Regions from separate parts of the Mus musculus genome. Here all the other regions are linked to region 2. The links are chromatin contacts, called in public ChIA-PET and HiChIP or PLAC-seq maps. All regions are on one chromosome and are shown on one strand. Each heading gives the region's core, a stretch centred on a gene start, on an enhancer-like site or on the middle of the called end of the contact. The rest is flanking DNA. Distances are from core to core; before and after follow the strand shown.

Region 1 (3,125 bases), core at 556-3,055, 410 kb before region 2:
CATGCCTGTATTCATCAAAGAAGACTGGCCTGATGCAAAGGGGCTCAAGACAGCCCGGGCTACATACCCAGCTCTGCTGCTTCTGCTGTGAGAATTCTCCCTGTGTGACTTTCAGGGCCAGCCTCTTAAAAGCTCATGCAGCCCCTGGGAGCCTTGGCGGGTGGATTCTGCTTGCTGGTTGTAGCTGAGCCCTTCCGGTAGCCAGTACATATTGCACTGAGACAGGGATGTTTATCTGAGACAGAGGGATCTTTGTTGGAGTGACACCCCCTGTACCAGTTCTGGGGTGTATGAAAACAAGTTTTGCCCCATCTTTACCAAACTGTGTTCTGATGAAAGAGATATATATCATCAAACGGTAACAGAGTCCCTGTCTAAAAGAACTGCAGGGACAAAAATGCAGAAGAGACTGAGGGGAAGGAGGTCCAGTGACAGGCCCAAATTGGGATCCAGCTCAAGGGGAGGCTCCAAGGCCTGACACTATTACTGATGCCATGGTGTGCTTACAGACAAGAGCCTAGCATGGCTGTCTTCTGAGAGGCCCAACAAGCAGACGACTGAGACAGACACAGATATTTACATTCAACCATTGGTCTGAGAGGCCCAACAAGCAGCCAAAAGAGCCAGATGCATATACTTACACTCAACCAATGGACAGAAGCCAAGGACCCCTGTGGTTGAATCAGGGAAAGGTTGGAAGAAGCTGAGGAGGAGGGCGACCCCACAGGGAGGCCAGTAGTCTCAACTAACCTGGACCCCCAGATCTCTCAGATACCGAGCCACCAACCAGGCAGCATACACTAGCTGATCTGAGGCACCCAACACATATACAGCAGAGGACTGCCTGGCCTGGCCTCGGTGAGAGCAGAAGCACCTAACCCTCTAGAGACTTAAGGCCCCAGGGAGGGGGGAAGTTCTGGTGGTGTGGGGGCGGGGATGAGGACATCTTCTTGGAGACAGGAGAGGAGGAATGGGATGAAGAACTGTCAGAGGGTGGACCGGGAGGGGAATAGCGACTGGACTGTAAAAAAGATTAGAGAATAATAATAATAGTAATAGTAACAGAGCCAGGATTATATATTCCAACAGAAAGATACCAATGAGGCACCATGGTGTGTGTGTGTGTGTGTGTGTGTGTATGTGTGTGTGGTGTGTGTGTGTGTGTGTGTGTATATGTGTGTGTGTGGTGTGTGTGTGTGTATATATGTGTGTGTGGTGTGTGTGTGTGTGTGTGTGTGTGAGATGTCCTGAGGATTGAGTGTGTGACAGACACAGTTTTAGGCCTTCTCTGTCTCCTCAGCCAATGAAGAACACTTTACTTCTATTGTCCAGAGGCTGAAACTGAGGCCTAGAAAAGTTTGGCTGTCTGTCCAAGTGTTGTGATCTCAGGCCTGTCCGTCTAACACATGGCATTCCCCTGCCTGGGCTTCGTACATTCTCTGAGCTGGATCAGGGTGAGCTTCCCTGAGAGAGCGATATGGATTAGTGGGGAGCAGCTCTCAAGAGAGCGGAGGCAGCTGCTAGGAGTGTCTGTGGGACAGAGACAGCACCAAGTGGTGTGTAGGACAAGTGGCTTGTTTAGTGACGGACAGGGCCAGGCTCACAGGCACTCGTGGAGGGACTTGAGGACCCATGAGAGAGGAAGCTGAGAAGGTTCAGGCCTGGTCCAGAGCCAGGTGGAGCCTCCTGGGTCACGAGGGGACTTGTGGGTCAAGGTAAAAGAGTGTGCCTCTGTCTTCAGAGCAAAGGAATTCACGGGCATTTAGATCTGGGAGGGCTGTAGAGGATCTGATTTGCATCACAAGAAACAAAGTCAAGCAAGATTGCAGGCCTGAGGGGAAAGCTGCTGCCCACAGCAATGGGGCTGCTCCAGTGTGGGCGAGCTCCAGGTTACCAGCAGAGGGGAGTTAGTCTAACAGACTCTTGGGTGTCTCAAGCGGCTAAGTGGGAGAGAGAAGGTAACTTTTTTTCCCCTTGTGGTTTTAGACTTACAGGCTGGCTGGAAAAACTATATGAAGACAAGGAGAGAATAAACTTTGGAGTGTGAAGCCAGGCCAGAAGGGTGAGAAGAGGAGAGGAGAAAGAAGGAAGGAGGGGAGGAGGAGGAAGGAGGGAGGAAGGAGGAGGGAAAGGAGAATCTCCACATTTAGCCATCCCTAGTTTGAAGTCTTCCTGGGCTACATCCATGGATTGTAGAGCAGACAGCTGGGGCTCAGAAAAGCCATGTGTGTTAGGCCGTTTATGTGGATTTTATAGACACAGAGGAGGAATTCCTGTCCTTAGCCCTAATACCTGAGGCTTGGGGATCCCCAGTGTGTAGCCACTGTCCAGAGAAGATGTAAATCCCAATGGATTCTCTCACAAGCCGCAGCAACCAGGAGACTCGAGGGTGCTTTTGTAAGCTAAGTGTTTGAGCCTTCTGGCCCTTTATGGCTCTCTTTCTTTACCTCTTTCCTTCCCCCTTTGACAGGGTCTTTGTAGCGCAGACTGGCTAGTTGTGTAGCCCAGGCTGGCCTCAAACTCTGATCCACCTGCCTCAGCCTTCTGGGTGCTGGGATTTACAGGCATACCAAAGTTAACTTCGTGTTTTCTGTGTTGGTGGCAGAAGTGACTAATGTCCTGACCGATGGGGAAGGGCCATGCTTCGGAAGTGGCCTCTTGTCTCAGTGGGACAGAGGTGAGTTGGGGTACGTGGATGAATAAGGATTAGGTAATTCGAGCCAACATTTCTCTTGTTAGTCTGCTTTGCCTGCTCCTCTTGGCAAATCATGGTTATGATCTTGGGCCTCAGGGAGCCAGCTCTTAGGGCCATCACACTGAAAAGTTGCTCTTGGGGGTGGGCACAGCCGGTGGGTAGCGGCACTCAGAGGCCATGCTGTTCTTTTTCTCCATCTGGCAGAGTGGGTGGGTGACACTCAGGAAACAGGGGTATAGGAAATCCGGCCTGCTGCTGGCCCTTCTGTTTCTCTTTCTCTTCTCTGGCCTCAGGTCTGTACTCTGCTGGCACTGTACTAGGGGATACCTGTGGACCCCAACTTTGTGATCACCCTGTATCCCTAGGATCCTTCCTCCAGGTCAGAGCACCGTCTTCTCTTGGCTTGTACACCAATAGTCACAGTGGTTAG
Region 2 (2,700 bases), core at 38-2,537:
CCTTCAGCCAGTTCCGGAAGCCACCATTGAGCACTGACACTGTGCGGTGGCCAAACACACGAAACATCCACCAGACTCTGGGTGCATAGAAGCTGCCCAGGTCATCTCCATCGTATACCACCACATGTGTGTCGTTGCTTATGCCCAGGTTGCCCACATAGTCCCCAAAGTGGGCCTCACTGGGCAGCATCATCTCATAAGGCGAAGTCGTGTCCCGGCATTCCTCTATATCAAAGAAGGACGCGCCAGGCACGTGTCGCTCCTGGTACTCTTTGCGTGCCTGGCGGGTCCCGGGTGAGTACCAAGACGCGTCCAGCACCCGAAGGCTGGGCCCCAGGCGGCCAGACCGAATGGATTCCGCCAGCCACTTGGTGGATACCAGCGCCCGGTAGAGCACCTGATGTACCATAGTGTCAGTTCTGCGAGTCACCTGGCGCGGTTGGGAACCAGGAAAGAGACAGGCCTGAGAGGGCTGAGTGCGGTGGGCGGAGCCCAGGGGGCGGGGCTGTTGCTCCCACTACATTTTCCCAGCGTGCAATCGTAACTACACTCAGAGCCAGACTCACAGTGGGAGAGGTTGGCACATTCCCTAGGGAAAGCCTGCTCCACCCCTCCCACTTCCCCGGCGCCCTCCCTTTCTGGTGCCTAGGAGGGCAGGTGGGCGTGGCTAAGAGCTTCGGTGCATTACTATAGCAGCAAATTGGTGGGAGGGGCTGGCTCAGGACTCTGTCTTCAAGAATGGGAAAAACAAACACAAGTCAGAGATGGCCTTCCAGTCGCCTCTCCGGGCGCACTGATTACCCTTCTGCTTTCGTTTCTTGCAGCCAGAGTTCTCTGGCTTCTAGAATGTCCAATTCCGGTGAAAGGGCTCCAGGCACTCTGCCCTGCTTTCGCCAGGACCCAGCTAGCGGCTCCATCCTGGGCGGCTCGCTGCACTCAGTCGCAAAAGTAGCTGGGCTGGCACTCGCCCTTGCGCTCCGAAGAAGCTGGAGGGTTCAAACCAGGAGCCGGGAGGGTTCTCAAGTGGCCCGCACCATTGTACCGCCTCCCATGGGGGTGAGGAGAGAAACCTCTCTCGTAGACAGTCGGGATTCCGAACAGCTTCTGCGTCTTCGCACGGGAGTCTTGTTTGCCCCTCCTCGTATAATACTTCTCATACATAAAGGGGGCTATTTGAAGCTCGAGGTGACACTGGGGCAGCGCGCAACCCGGCTTCATGGCGCCTGCGTCCCCCGCAGTACGGGAAATGGAAGGTGCAACGTCTCGGAGTGGCCCAAACAGTGGGCTGTGCCCAAGTCTCCTCCCTTTGGCTGGCCGCAGGTTGGTGGCGGAAGGAGGGAACCTCTGAGGGCGTGGGGAGGGGGTGACATGGCGGAGCTGGGAAACGGGGAGCGCAAATCCCTGGTATCTGCTACCCAACGCGTCCTACTTGCTTTTCTGTGAGAGAGGGTGCTTCTCCGGGGGTGCATAGCGTGGTATCACGCGGGAGTGGAGGAGGGGATGCAGTCTATGAGAGAAGAGTTTCCAGGGCGCCTCTAATTTGCCTTAGGAAGACTGTCCGTGGCTGCTTGTGGCCGTCTGTGGGTTGGTGTGGGATAAGAGACAGGTGGGTAGCAGTGAGTGGATGGGGTTTGGAAAGACCTGATGCCTCCTGAGAAAGTTGGGGGGGGGGAGCAAGAGAATAAACAAAGCAATTCAGAGGAGCTGTGGTGAGGAGATCTAGCATGCCCCAAGAGGAGAAAGTAACAGAACGGAATAAAAATAAAACTAGCATTTATGAAGCCCGCCTTGCCGAGTGCCTTCACGACCCTGCCGGATTGAGCTGAACTCCCAACAGGAGAAACAGGTAGAGCCAGGAGGTGCCAAGGCACGTAGTGGAAAAGGGACTAATTTCTCACCTGAAGCCCAAAGTGGTGGGAGCTGCCTCGGTTTACCTGTCCATCCTTGAAGCCTTATGCTTAGTAGTAGTAGTAGTCGTCGTTGTCGTCTTGGGCTTCAGTTTTTACCACTTCATTGTAAATTTATATAAATCCCAATAAGCAAGATATCTGGAAATAGAGCATGGCTCCTGCAAACCAGCTGTACACCCCCTCTCTAGTCTATTCTGTTCCCCTGGAATGCTTTTCTCTTGAACTCCCCTCCCTGTTTTTTTGAGCATCTATCCTACCCTGAAATACTGTCACAGTGTGTTGCAAAAATTCACTGTCTAGCATTTTCCCAGCATACTCTGCACCTGGAGCTTGACAGTAGGGAAGAGAAGGTACCAGGAGGGTCTAGTTAGGGAGATGCTCTTCAGTGCCCGAACCCCCACCCCCCATGGGTGGGATATATAGGCTCACACTAACTTAGGATGGCCTGGGCCTGTCCTATATGTCCTGATGGACTTCCAGAGAGCTACTCTCCCCTGGGATCCTGGCCCTTCAAGCACAAAGAAACCTAGTCTCTTTCTGGTCTCTTCCCCTCATGAGCACTCATAGCCTAGCCTCTCTGACTCTCTTTCTGCTGCCTGGGGTCTTTTGTCATAACTGTCAATCAAGCAGGGAGGGTAGTGACCTCAGACCTTTGAAGTCCCACCCCCTGGAAGTCTAAGGCCAGCTGTAGACTCAAGGGCCATTAGGAGAGTAAAGGAAGGAATAGCAGGTTTGCATTCAACTTCCCTAAATGATCATTCAAAGAAGCTGTTTATAGGGTCAGTGGTGG
Region 3 (3,115 bases), core at 236-2,735, 370 kb after region 2:
GGCTTCCGTGGAGGAACCACGGTCTCCTCCAGACAAGAAGGGGGGAGGCTGGGGGGGAGGGGTTGGGGGCTACAGGGAGCTCTACCAGGGAAGAACTCATGCCTGTACCGGACATTATGCCAGGAAACGGGGAGGGGGAGGGCATCCTTTTCAGGTACCCCCACCTCTCCCTCACTAAACTACCTCCTCTCCTTGGCCTCCCCACCAAAGGCTCAGTCACTTCCGCTCACAGAGCCAGCAGCCACCATGGGGACATAGTGTGTGTGTGCACAAGTGCATGAGTTCTGCTACCTCCCCTGACGTGGTCCCCAATGCCCCCCATACCCACACCCATCCCTGGCTTTGCTTGATGGGGTCTTGAGTATGGGGAGAGAGACTCTGCTTTCAGGAAACACACTCATTACTCTCATGCCTTCTTATTACTGTATTTAGCATGCCTAGCCCTGTGTATGAGCACAGGTATACACACACACACACACACACACATTCCATATGCCTTGGCAGATCTCCCCTCACCTTGACCTCCAGCCCACACGACCTCACCCACTGCCTCCCATCCCAACCACAGCACAGGAAACGGAGAAGCTAGACAGGGCCCTCACACCCTGGGCAGCACAGCAGGGCAGGAACTGAGAGGAAGCCTCCCTCAAGCAGGCCCCACCTCCATGTCTCTCCAGCATCCACATCACACCCCTGCCTCACACAGCCCCATCCATGCCCAGAGCTGAGGTGCGCAGCTACTCGGTCCTGGTGGGTTTTCACCTTAACACCCACCAGAATCTTCAGGCAAGTTAGGGTCAAGAATCTAGGAGATGAGGGGGACCCAAGAGGAGCCTAGGACAGAGGTGCCACATGGAACCCAACAGAGATAGACCTGTGAGTCTAAGGAGGCCCTGGAGTGTGGCAGTGGGGATGGGGGTGGGCACGGAAGAAGTGGAGAGACCCCAGAAGGAACCACTCCCTGGTGGTCAGCTTTTCCCCAGACCACCAGGAAGACCCCTGGGAGCCCCCCAGCCAGGAGTGCTCTCTCAGACTTCAAGGCAGCCCCCGCCTGTCACCTGTTGCCTGATCCTGGAGACCCACGTGTCTAGTAGCAGGTCCAGGCGGGAGCGATGGAAGGCCCAGGTAGTCTTGACTGCGATGAAGATGTCGCCTAGCTGCAGCTCCAGGGGTCCTGGGTTCCGTTGGTTCAGCCTGAGCGCGCCCTGTATCATCCTCTGGGACAAACTTGAGTGGTATCGTAGAGACAGGAGCCCCACGCACAGGAGGGTAAAGAGGGCTCCCGCCATGCCCCGAAAAAGTCGGCAGTGCATTGGTAGCAGGCCCCCAGACAGTTCAGCCCCCGACTCCCCAATCAGTCTGGGGTGGGAGGCTGGTCAGGAGGGGGCCCTGGTACAGGCAAAAGTCTGGCAGGCATCGGGGGCACACACCAACGGGAAAGGAGGAAGCTGGGTCTCTGGACCCAGAGACTGAGCCACCACCGTCCTGCCAGCCGGCAGAGGCCACCAGCCCGCCACCTGCTCCTCAGCCCTCCCTCCGGGCCACTTAGCTCCTGGCCCCGCCCCTGCCTCAGCCCGAGGGGCGGGGCTAGGCCTGGGAAGCCCCAGAGGCAGCTGCTGGGAGCCACCCACTGGAAGAGGCACAGGGCCCTGCCAGCTGCTGCAGCCACACCAAACCCTCCACGAGGTGGGAAGAAGCCACTCCAGCCTTCCTATGCCTCACAGTCCTTTCTCTGGCTCCTAGAATAGCCAGGATCCTGTCCAGCCAGCCTCAGGTCCTGGCTCATTCTCCCTCCTGCTGGCCCTTCCCATCATCCACCATGCATCAGGCCTACATCTATCACAGGGCCATGCCCACCATAGCATGCTGCCTAGATTCTTGCTTTCTTTGAATCTTTACACAGACATTATTTCTGCCATGAGGCTTTTCCTGCCCATTTTAAACAGCCCTCCTTCCCAGCCCCCAAGCCTAGACCCTTCTAACTTCTTGCTGTATGGTGTATTTTACATATTTATTGTCTTACTTATGATACTACTGAGGCAGGGGGTATTCTCTTTTGTTGACTATCCAGAACCCAGTACGGTACCTGGTACATACTGGGCACTTGATCAATACTTGTTAATTATGTTAATTAAGCACAGGAAAGTGCTTGGTGGCTGTGAATGGATCTAAGCCTGCTAAAGGCTCCTGGAGCACTAGGACAATGAGGTGTCAGCCTCAGCCTGTCCCCTTCACAGCTCACCTCCTCAGAACAGTGCCACCAAGGAAAAGCCTAGGCTTGGGGCTGGGTTCAGATCCCAGCTAGGGCCACAACCTGGCTGTATGGCTGTCGACAAGATACCTCTATCATTTACGAAATGATGGTGAGGGACTCCAAGATGGCTCAGCAGGTGAAGGTGCTTGCCACCAAGCCTGTGGATGGACCTGAGTTCAATTCCCAGGGACATGCCCCCTCCAGCAAGTTGTTCCCTGGCCTTGTGTGTGTTGCCACAGCAAGTTGTGTGCATGCACATCTGACAGGTGTGCATCACCATAGCAAATTCCTTAAAGGGATCTCGGGGCAGGTGAGAGGTGAGAGGGCTCAGCAGAAAAGGCAGCTTGCTGACACGCTGACTGCCTGAGTTTGATTCCCAGGACCCACATGACAAAAAGGGAGAACGGCTCCTGAACCTTATATACACAGTGCACTCTTGCTATTGCATGCGCGCGCGCACACACACACACACACACACACACACACACACAGTGAACATTTTTGTAAGTGAAATTCTAACCTCAAAGCCCAAGGACACCTCTTCCAGTCTGTCTCTCTAGACTGCTCCCCCGGAGGTAACCATGCTCACTCTGGGGGCTGTCTCTTGGGGACAGCCACACACCCACAATTTGCCAGGCTCCTTAAGCCACTCCTGGCCTCCTGGCTTCAAGTGACCTGAGCAGAGGACACTCTGTTGATGAGGAAGGCCGGGCTGAGGGCCCCCCACCTGGCACTGGGGCAGGTAAGGTGACTCCAGCACAGATGGCGGGCGTCTCTGGGAGGAGCCAAGGAAATATGACCCTCCCCACAAACTGAACAAACTGGCAGGGACTTGAAAGGTGGGATCCGCTGGGGATGGGG

Evidence for each region. ChIA-PET counts read pairs in DNA pulled down with a chosen protein or histone mark. HiChIP or PLAC-seq counts read pairs in DNA pulled down with a chosen protein or histone mark.
Region 1: a contact with region 2 is called in an H3K27ac HiChIP or PLAC-seq map of embryonic stem cells, with 4 times the contacts expected there. The contact joins the enhancer-like site here to the promoter of Mpst in region 2. A contact is called at or near these places in 2 of 39 promoter capture datasets (the C10 cell line and hippocampal neurons), 6 of 115 datasets of contacts at active chromatin or transcription factors (embryonic basal ganglia, embryonic forebrain, embryonic stem cells and 2 more) and 2 of 9 other capture datasets (embryonic stem cells and liver).
Region 3: a contact with region 2 is called in an RNA polymerase II ChIA-PET map of memory CD8 T cells, with 17 read pairs. The contact joins the promoter of Mfng here to the promoter of Mpst in region 2. A contact is called at or near these places in 3 of 39 promoter capture datasets (the 3T3-L1 cell line, 3T3-L1-derived adipocytes and embryonic stem cells), 1 of 15 datasets of contacts at CTCF or cohesin (large pre-B cells), 1 of 484 Hi-C or Micro-C datasets (embryonic stem cells), 3 of 115 datasets of contacts at active chromatin or transcription factors (large pre-B cells, memory CD8 T cells and pancreatic cancer cells) and 2 of 9 other capture datasets (liver and macrophages).

Annotation. Positions count from the first base shown.
Region 1 is chr15:77,999,811-78,002,935 of GRCm38.p6, forward strand. The region is part of intron 2 of Cacng2 (calcium channel, voltage-dependent, gamma subunit 2); the gene reads right to left. Among named protein-coding and RNA genes, the nearest start is that of Gm46520, 11 kb to the right of the region's middle. Within about 2 kb of position 1,806, at least 13 of the 459 cell types and tissues checked have an H3K27ac peak or open chromatin away from gene starts, as enhancers often do. A contact at or near this core is called in embryonic stem cells, where this site is marked.
Region 2 is chr15:78,405,425-78,408,124 of GRCm38.p6, forward strand. Mpst (mercaptopyruvate sulfurtransferase) reads left to right here and starts at 1,288. Exons shown (of 3, transcript NM_001162493.1): 1 at 1,288-1,320. Tst (thiosulfate sulfurtransferase, mitochondrial) reads right to left here and starts at 441. Exons shown (of 2, transcript NM_009437.5): 1 at 1-441. The coding sequence starts at 409.
Region 3 is chr15:78,771,960-78,775,074 of GRCm38.p6, forward strand. It overlaps Mfng (MFNG O-fucosylpeptide 3-beta-N-acetylglucosaminyltransferase), which reads right to left and starts at 1,486. Exons shown (of 8, transcript NM_008595.2): 1 at 1,059-1,486. The coding sequence starts at 1,313.